Regions from separate parts of the Macaca mulatta genome. Here region 2 is linked to region 1. The links are chromatin contacts, called in public Hi-C maps. All regions are on one chromosome and are shown on one strand. The core of a region is the stretch at or near the end of the contact, and the rest is flanking DNA. Distances in the headings are between cores, read along the strand shown. Region 1 holds the start of CDR2 (cerebellar degeneration related protein 2). Region 2 holds the start of METTL9 (methyltransferase 9, His-X-His N1(pi)-histidine).

What was found. Hi-C and Micro-C count contacts between places; a contact is called where the count stands out from the background.
Region 2: a contact with region 1 is called in a Hi-C map of blood, with 2.5 times the contacts expected there. The contact joins the promoter of METTL9 here to the promoter of CDR2 in region 1. A contact is called at or near these places in 2 of 14 Hi-C or Micro-C datasets (blood and fetal cortex germinal zone).

Annotation. Positions count from the first base shown.
Region 1 is chr20:21,842,803-21,846,683 of T2T-MMU8v2.0, forward strand. CDR2 (cerebellar degeneration related protein 2) reads right to left here and starts at 1,760. Exons shown (of 5, transcript NM_001260929.2): 1 at 1,607-1,760. The coding sequence starts at 1,685.
Region 2 is chr20:21,922,107-21,925,987 of T2T-MMU8v2.0, forward strand. METTL9 (methyltransferase 9, His-X-His N1(pi)-histidine) reads left to right here and starts at 1,977. Exons shown (of 5, transcript XM_077986521.1): 1 at 1,977-2,069. The coding sequence starts at 2,025. It overlaps LOC144338113 (a long non-coding RNA gene), which reads right to left. Exons shown (of 3, transcript XR_013411941.1): 1 at 3,413-3,881; 2 at 2,404-2,530.

The DNA of each region.
Region 1 (3,881 bases), core at 510-3,009:
CTGCAACCACTAAGCAGCTTGGACTCTATAAGCGTAATAAAGGTGAATTACTTTGGTTAAAGTGATTGCATGTTAATTTAAGAAATTATCTTCCTCCAAAAGAGGTGCTCGTTTTATTTTCCTTTTCTGAGTTACTCAAGTCTACACAGTTTCCTTCTGCCATGTTCAGTGGTTAGCATGAACAAGCATCTGCCATGTTCAGTGGTTAGCATGAACAAGCATCTGCCATGTTCAGTGGTTAGCATGAACAAGCATCAGCATCATTCAATATTTAACTAAATGAGATGTTAATTTTCACTGCAAGATTAGAGCTGAAAACATTTACATAGAATTGCAGAAACCAAAGATGCCGGGAAAAATTCCTGAGGATTATTCACAGTGTTCAGTATAGCGGTTAAGAATGTTTGCTCTCGAGTCTTAAGGGGAACCCTAGCACTCCCCAACATTATCACCTCTATTGTGTTACTGGGAGATAAATGAGCAACTCTGTTATGGGCCTATCAGTGTTAGGCACATCAAAAGTGTTCCCCAATTGCTAGCTCCTGCTATTAGTATAAAAAAAAGTGGGGCCCCACTGGCCCCAAAGTGTTGGCTGCTCTATGATTGTTCTCTGGAGACACCATCGGCAGGCCTATTTCTAAGTGAAAGCTGGCATGCAAACTGAAGAAAAGTGGCAGAGGTAGAAGCGCTCTTCTGTCATTTCAACTGGCATCTGGTGAACTATGCGTAACAGCTTAATTCCCAACTGAAAAAAAACTGTTAACTAGGATGGTAAGGAAGGGATGGGGGTTTGAGGAGTGACTACAACTCCTCCTTTTGAGTGTGTGGGTTCAAAAAACCACTCCCTCCCCCACTTAGCTTTAGGCAAGCCACTCAACCGTTTCAACCTCCGCTTTCCTCATCTGGAAAATGGGATAACAAAAGTTACTCTCAGTGTAATTGGATTGTTTGTACCTCAATGGATAAATGCTGGAAGGGATGGACGCCCCGTTCTCCATCACGTGCTTATTTCACACTGCGTGCCTGTATCCAAACATCTCACGTACCCCATAAATAGATACACCTACTATGTACCCTCAAAATTAATCAATTTTTTAAAAGTTACTGTCTCCTAGAGTTACGGCGCAGAGCGCACAGCTCCCGCTACATCGCAAAACCACTACCACCTGCAGCAGCCGGCCCTCCGTGCTGGCCAAGAAAGGCGCTGGGCTACACAGCCTGCGAGGGGGCGGCTTCTCGGGCTCTGCCACTTACTACGGGACACACTGGCTCACCCGGTCTGCCTCGGAGGAATGCAGTGAGGATTAAACTAGCTAATCCACGGAAAGCGCTTAAAACGGTGCCTGGCGCGTCCCTGGCCCCCATGCGCCTCGGGTCTGATATTCAACTGCGCATTAGCAGGGCCGTGGGCCCCGCGCCGAGGCTTCCTGCGGGCGGGATCCACGGGCACGGCCGGCCCCGCCGCCAGGTGAGCCCGAGCCCTTCCCGGCACCTGCATCCTCAGCCGCCAGAAAAAGCAACTTTTTAACAGTTTCGCAGCGGGGGCCTCCCGGGCCAGGCCGCCGCCGCCGCCGCCCGCCCGCCCGCGGGGCGCCCCCGCCCTCACCTTGCTGGAGGTCCTGGTGGTCGTACCACGGCTCGTCCTCCTTCATTTCAAACTCCTCCACCAGGTTTTCCGCCAGCATCTCGGCTGGGTCCTCTAGGGGCAACGGTCCCCGCCGCCGCCGTCCCGCCTCAGCCGCTGCCCCGGGCTCTTCCCCGGCCCCTCCGCCCTCAGCCAGAGCCGCCCTCGGGCGGGACGCGCCGCCGCCCAGGCTCCGCCGCGCCGCCTCAGCCCCGTTCCCGCCGGCGACCGCCGCCGACCGGCCGGCTGCTTCGACTCGCCTAGCGCCTCCCAACGGCCCCAACGGCCGGGCGTTACGGCGCGAACGTAGGGAGCCAGGTTCTCACGCTGCCGCCGGTCTTCACGCCGCCGCCGGGCCCAACGTGGCACTTTGGCAGAACCCTCCCCGGCCGGGGATGCGATTCAAACCCCCGGCGGCTTCTCAACCAATCGCGAGCGGGCCGCTGGCCGAGCGACAGGGACTTCGTCCAATAGCGTCTCTCCAAAGACCCGCGGCTCGCCCGGTTTCGAGGCCAAGCAGCCAATGACGGGCCCCGAATAAACAAAGAAGGCGGGGAAACAGTGAAGGGGTGCGGCCGAAAGCCCGCCCCCTGATCTGCGCTGTGCGGCTCCTAGGAGCGCGTACTAGGTTCCGGGCTGTGGAGCTGGCGGAGGCGAGTCCTGCCGCTTTGGTGGGTGTCCCGAGGCCAGCGCGTCCGTGGACAGGCAGCGCAGGCCGGAGGGCCTAGGACTTCGGCCTCTGAGAGGCGGGCGGTTGTCGAGAGGCGTCCTTCGTGCCGGCGGGAAGCGCGAGGGTGCCGGAAGCCGGAGGTCCGCCGCCCGGCTGCCGCTTCTCGCATGTTGACTCTGAGATTTGCTCCGGGTCCGGCAAGGAGACTCGGAGTCGATCGGGAGTTTAGGGCTGAGAAAACGCCCACTGAGCGGTAGCTCTTGTCTCGTTGACATCTGAGCTCTGGGAATTACGCTCCCTAAAACGGTGGGCGCCAGACCCCGTTGAGAATCTGGGGCAGTGAGGGATGCCCGAAGCTGTCCACTTGGAGGGGGAAAATTGTAAGCAGGGTTGCAACGATTTTTAAAAGGTACCTCTAGACCACAAGTTAAGCATCTGGGGACGTGGCATTGCACCTGGAGGGGTCAGGCTGCAGCCCCAGCACTTAGTAGCCAGCAAGGCAGAGCACGCTGTCCTCCACCGACATAACCCAGCAAATACTGCTCATGAGTAAAGCTTTTAGCACCATCTTACAGACAAAGCACGGAAACTCTTAAGCAGGATGACAGACCTGAAGGTCAATGTTCTCAACCTTGACGTAAAGGTAAAATTGCAGCTGATGGAAGACAGCAGGGCCAATATCTAGCAAACTTTGAGCAACGAAACAAAAAAATCGAGGTTTAAGTATATAATTGAAAGATTATCTCTAGAACATAAGGTAATAAACTGTTAGAAATTCGGAAAGAGGGAAGAGGTGGAGAGGAGTGTTAGTTAAATCCTGATCTATTTTAGCAGTGAGTCGACAGATAATACCTTACATTGATAATCCAATAAATCGTTTCCACAAATATGGAGAGAGCTGCCAGAACTAAAAATGGGAAGCAGTTAAGAGTTTTCCGAGGCCGGACGCGGTGGCTCACGCCTGTAATTTAGCATTTTGGAAGACCGAGGCGGGCGGATCACCTGAGGTCGGGAGTTCGAGACCAGCCTGACCAACTTGGAGAACCCCCCATCTCTACTAAAAATACAAAATTAGCCAGGCATGGTGGCGCATGCCTGTAATCCCAACTACTTGGAAGGCTGAGGCAGGAGAATTGCTTGAAACCCGGGAGGCGGAGGTTGCAGTGAGCCAAGATCGCACCGTTGCACTCCAGCCTGGGCAAAAGGAGCGAAACTCCGTCTGAAAAAAAAAAAAAAAAAAAGTTTTCCTAAGAGGAGGTGTGAGTTGAGGCTGGGGACTTTGGCTTTTTGTTATAAACCCTTCTGTGATCTTGCTTTTTAAGCACATGCACGTTAAAAATAAGGGAAATTATAGGGAAGGAATTATAGACTCAAGCTACTTTTGTCTTTCTGTATAAAACAAAAAGGACTTGGGTAATTTGAAGAGGGGAAAAACTCATCCTAAATAATTGTTGTGGGTAATAAAATTCAGGGTGTCTCTCTACCTCCCATCTTTGCTCAAATCAGTGTACCCTAACCTCATGCTGATGCTGTATCAAACAGCAGTTGACTCCAGGGTTACCTTATAGCATAGGCTGTAGGCTACTC
Region 2 (3,881 bases), core at 727-3,226, 80 kb after region 1:
CTTGTATTTGCTACTAATGTCTTCTTTTTTTTTTTTTTTTGAGATGGAGTCTCACTCTGTCACCCAGGCTGGAGTGCAGTGGCGTGATCTCGGCTCACTGCAACCTCCACCTACCGGGTTCAAGCAATTCTTCTGACTCAGCCTCATGAGTAGCTGGGATTGCAGGTGCACGCCATCACCCCTGGCTAATTTTTTTGTATTTTTAGTAGAGATGGGGTTTCACCATGTTGACCAGGCTGGTCTCAAACTCCTGACCTCGTGATCCACCCACCTCAGCCTCTCAAAGTGCTGGGATTACAGGCGTGAACCACTGCGCCTGGCCAACTACTAACATCCTGGTTCAATTCTGCTACTTGAGGCTCCTTTTTTTTTTTTTTTTTTTTTTTGAGATAGAGTCTCACTGTGTTGCCCAGGCTGGAGTACAGTGGCATGATCTCGGCTCTCGGCTCACTGTGGCCTCCACCTCCTGGGTTCAAGTGATTCTCCTGCATCAGCCTCCTGAGTAGCTGGGATTACAGGCATGAGCCACGGTGCCCGCCCTAGGCTGCTAATTTTTTTTTTTTTGGTTTAACCTGTCTGCAGTTTTGCCTTGACTTAGAATTCATCAGCTGGGGCCCACAGTGATATCATTGCATAGGACTGAAGTTATATCAACTAAATTCAGATAAAAATCTCCTACATTAATTAATTAAACAAATTGTTGAGTACATTTGCTAATTTTGTTAGAGGTGCTCATTGCTTAATAACTACAGGGCACATTCTATTGAATATACTGGGAAAAACTTGTATCTTTCTCTGAAGATATACAAAAGAATATTAAGAAGCATAAAAAATATCTGTCCATAAAAACATGATTATGGCCAGGTGCAGTGGCTCACGCATGTAATCCTAGCATTTTGGGAGGCCACAGCAGGCGGATCACGAGGTCAGGAGTTCGAGACCAGCCTGGCCAACATGGTGAAACCCTGTCTCTACTAAAAATACAAAAAATAGCCGAGCATGGTGGCAGGCACCTGTAATTCCAGCTACTCGGGAGGCTGAGGCATGAGAATTGCTTTAACCTGGGAGGCAGAGGTTGTAGTGAGCCGAGATCATGGCACTGCACTCCAGCCTGGGCAACACAGCAAGACTCATCTCCGGGAAAAAAAAGAGTGATTATATGAGTTATTTTTATTTTTATTTTTATACAGGGTCACCCAAGCTGGCATGCAGTGGCACAATCTCAGTTCACTGCAACCTCAGCCTCCCAGGCTCAGGTGATCCTCCCACCTCAGCCTCCTGAGTAGATGGGTCTATAGGTGCATGTCCCCATGCCTGTCTAATTTTTGTATTTTTTGTAGACATGGGGTTTCTCTATGTTGCCCAGGTTGGCCTTGAACTCCTGGGCTCAAGCCATCCACCTGCCTTGGCTTCCCAAAGTGCTGGGATTATAGGCATGAGCCACCCCGCTTGGTCTATATGATTTCTTTTTAAATCATTATCTCTTCAAGGAGATAACAATCACCAATAGGTTTTGTATAGATCCAAACCCTCTGCTTATGGATTCTCTTAACATGATACTTCGTAATTGAAAAGAGAATATGAAAATGCCAAACTTTGTAGCTTCAAAGAACAACAATAACATAAAGCCTTTGCCTAGAGATCTAGATAGGAAAGTGATCCCGCCAAAATTTTGGGCCTGTGTGCAGGGCTGTGACCCAAGCTAGACACCTAGGGTCAATCAGCAGAGTTTGGTGCAGAGGGTCATTTGTGTGTCTTTTGAGTATCACTGACTGCATCTCAAGATCATGTTAGAACAAGTATTGGCTCCTATTTGGTTTTTTGTGTTATCTTGCCTCTTCCCGTCTCCATTATGGATAATTGAGGTTTTAATATATGGTAGTGACATTCTAGCAGATGAAGGAAGGGGGCAGTCCCCAATGGGCAGTCTGAACTTCTGCTTCGTATATTTACTCTTGCTGTTTTCCTTCCTCCTCATTTGTAATTCAAGAGGCTCTCTGAGAAGAGACAGCAAAGCTTCTTAGATGGATCGAAAGACCACGAGCTGGGATACCAAGTTCTACGGAAAGGTCAGCTATTGAATTTGCTCTGCTACCTTCAGGCAAATCATTTGATCATCGGATGCTCTGGTTTCTTCCTGTGCCTGCTAAATGTAAAGAGCATGGGTTTGAGTGTTTTGTGGTTATTATAGAGTATTTTAAATGTATGAGTGATTTATTTTTTCCAGGCCAGCTGCTCAGATATAAAACAAAATCTGCTCCTTTGAGCTGTTAGGCTTCGTGGCAGTCAACTGACCCCAAAATCCTTCTGACTACAGCAGCCATCTACTTGCTTGTTCATCTGAAAACATTTTGCAGTCTCTGAGCTACAGCTATGTGGTCTGACTCTATAGCTGGGGCATACCTTTTTGTCTCCTTTGTCTTCAGAAAGGAAATATGCCATTTTATGCACTCCTGCTGCTTTCACCCCCACTTTAAAAAGATGAAGGCTTCCTTTTGTGACAGAGTTGCTTTGTCTGTTAACACTGATCCTAAGAGACAGGAAGGAGAGGTGACATGGTAAATAAACAGTGGACTTGCTACCGTAGTTCCTTTTTGATGATTTGGGCCAGGACCACTAGAGGTTTGAACTAGATTTAGTAAGGCTTGGGCTCTTTGGGGTTTTGGCAGGAAGCAGTCAGGAAGTATATTGGAGAGAACACAAAATACCGCCTCCCACCCACCCTCTGCCTTTTTGTTTGTTGTTACAGCCTGTTACATTAGGCAACAAGATATCTTTGTTAGCCAAAGGTGGCCAGCTGAGATTCTTAGAAGCTAATAAAAAGAGCTGTTGGGCTGGGTACGGTGGCTCACGCCTGTAATCCCAGCACTTTGGGAGGCTGAGGCAGGCGGCTCACGAAGTCAAGAGGAGACCATCCTGGCCAACATGGTGAAATCCCGTCTCTACTAAAAACACAACAATTAGCTGGGCATGGTGGTGCGCACCTGTAGTCCCAGCTACTTTGGAGGCTAAGGCAGAAGAATTGCTTGAACCCGGTAGGCGGAGGTTGCAGTGAGCCGGCATCGTCCCACACTGCACTCCAGCCTGGAGACAGAGCGAGACTCAGTGTCAAGGAAAAAAAAAAAAAAAAGCTGTTGGGTAAAGAATGATTTTGTTCCACATCTGTGGCTCACCACCCCACTGTTTCATAAATGAAAATCTCTGATGCGCAACATCGAATTAACCAAAAGGTTTACTTCTTTTGTTTTGAACTTAGACACATTTACATTATTTCTGGTGCAGTTAAAAGCACTTTCCAAACAAACCTAGTAAAGTATTAAAGTTAGGGACCCCCACGAAATATGTTACTCCTTAATTGTGGCGTGGCTATCAGCAGGAAGAACTGCAGTCACAGGAACACAGTGTACTTAACCCTTCAGTTCTGAAATGTTGCTAGGTCTTCTCGTGCTATAACTGATCAAATAAATATCCGGGTTAAACACTGCTCCCAGAGCTGAGTTCGCTCTGAGTGTTGGGTCCACCTTTCCTTGTTAATTCAAGGAAACAAGTCAGCCAAGGAGTCTAACTTGAGGTCTTCATTCTTGGGCAGGGCCATCAATACATCTAAAACATTACTTGTGGGTACCCAAGCTGCGGTAGCTTCCCTAAAAGGCAGAATTTTCACTCATTCCTTATAGAAACACGTAGCCAGCAACTTCTCAGGCTTGGGGAACGGGGCAGGCGGGTAGTGGTGGTGGGAAGGGGAGAGGAGAGGCCGGGAGTCTAGCAGGTCGGTTCTAAATGCAAACTGGAAACTACGCATCGGAGCGGGTAACCAGTACTGGCAGCATTCGTCTCCGGGAAGAACCTGTGTGTGTGTCAGGATGCACAAAAGGAATGAC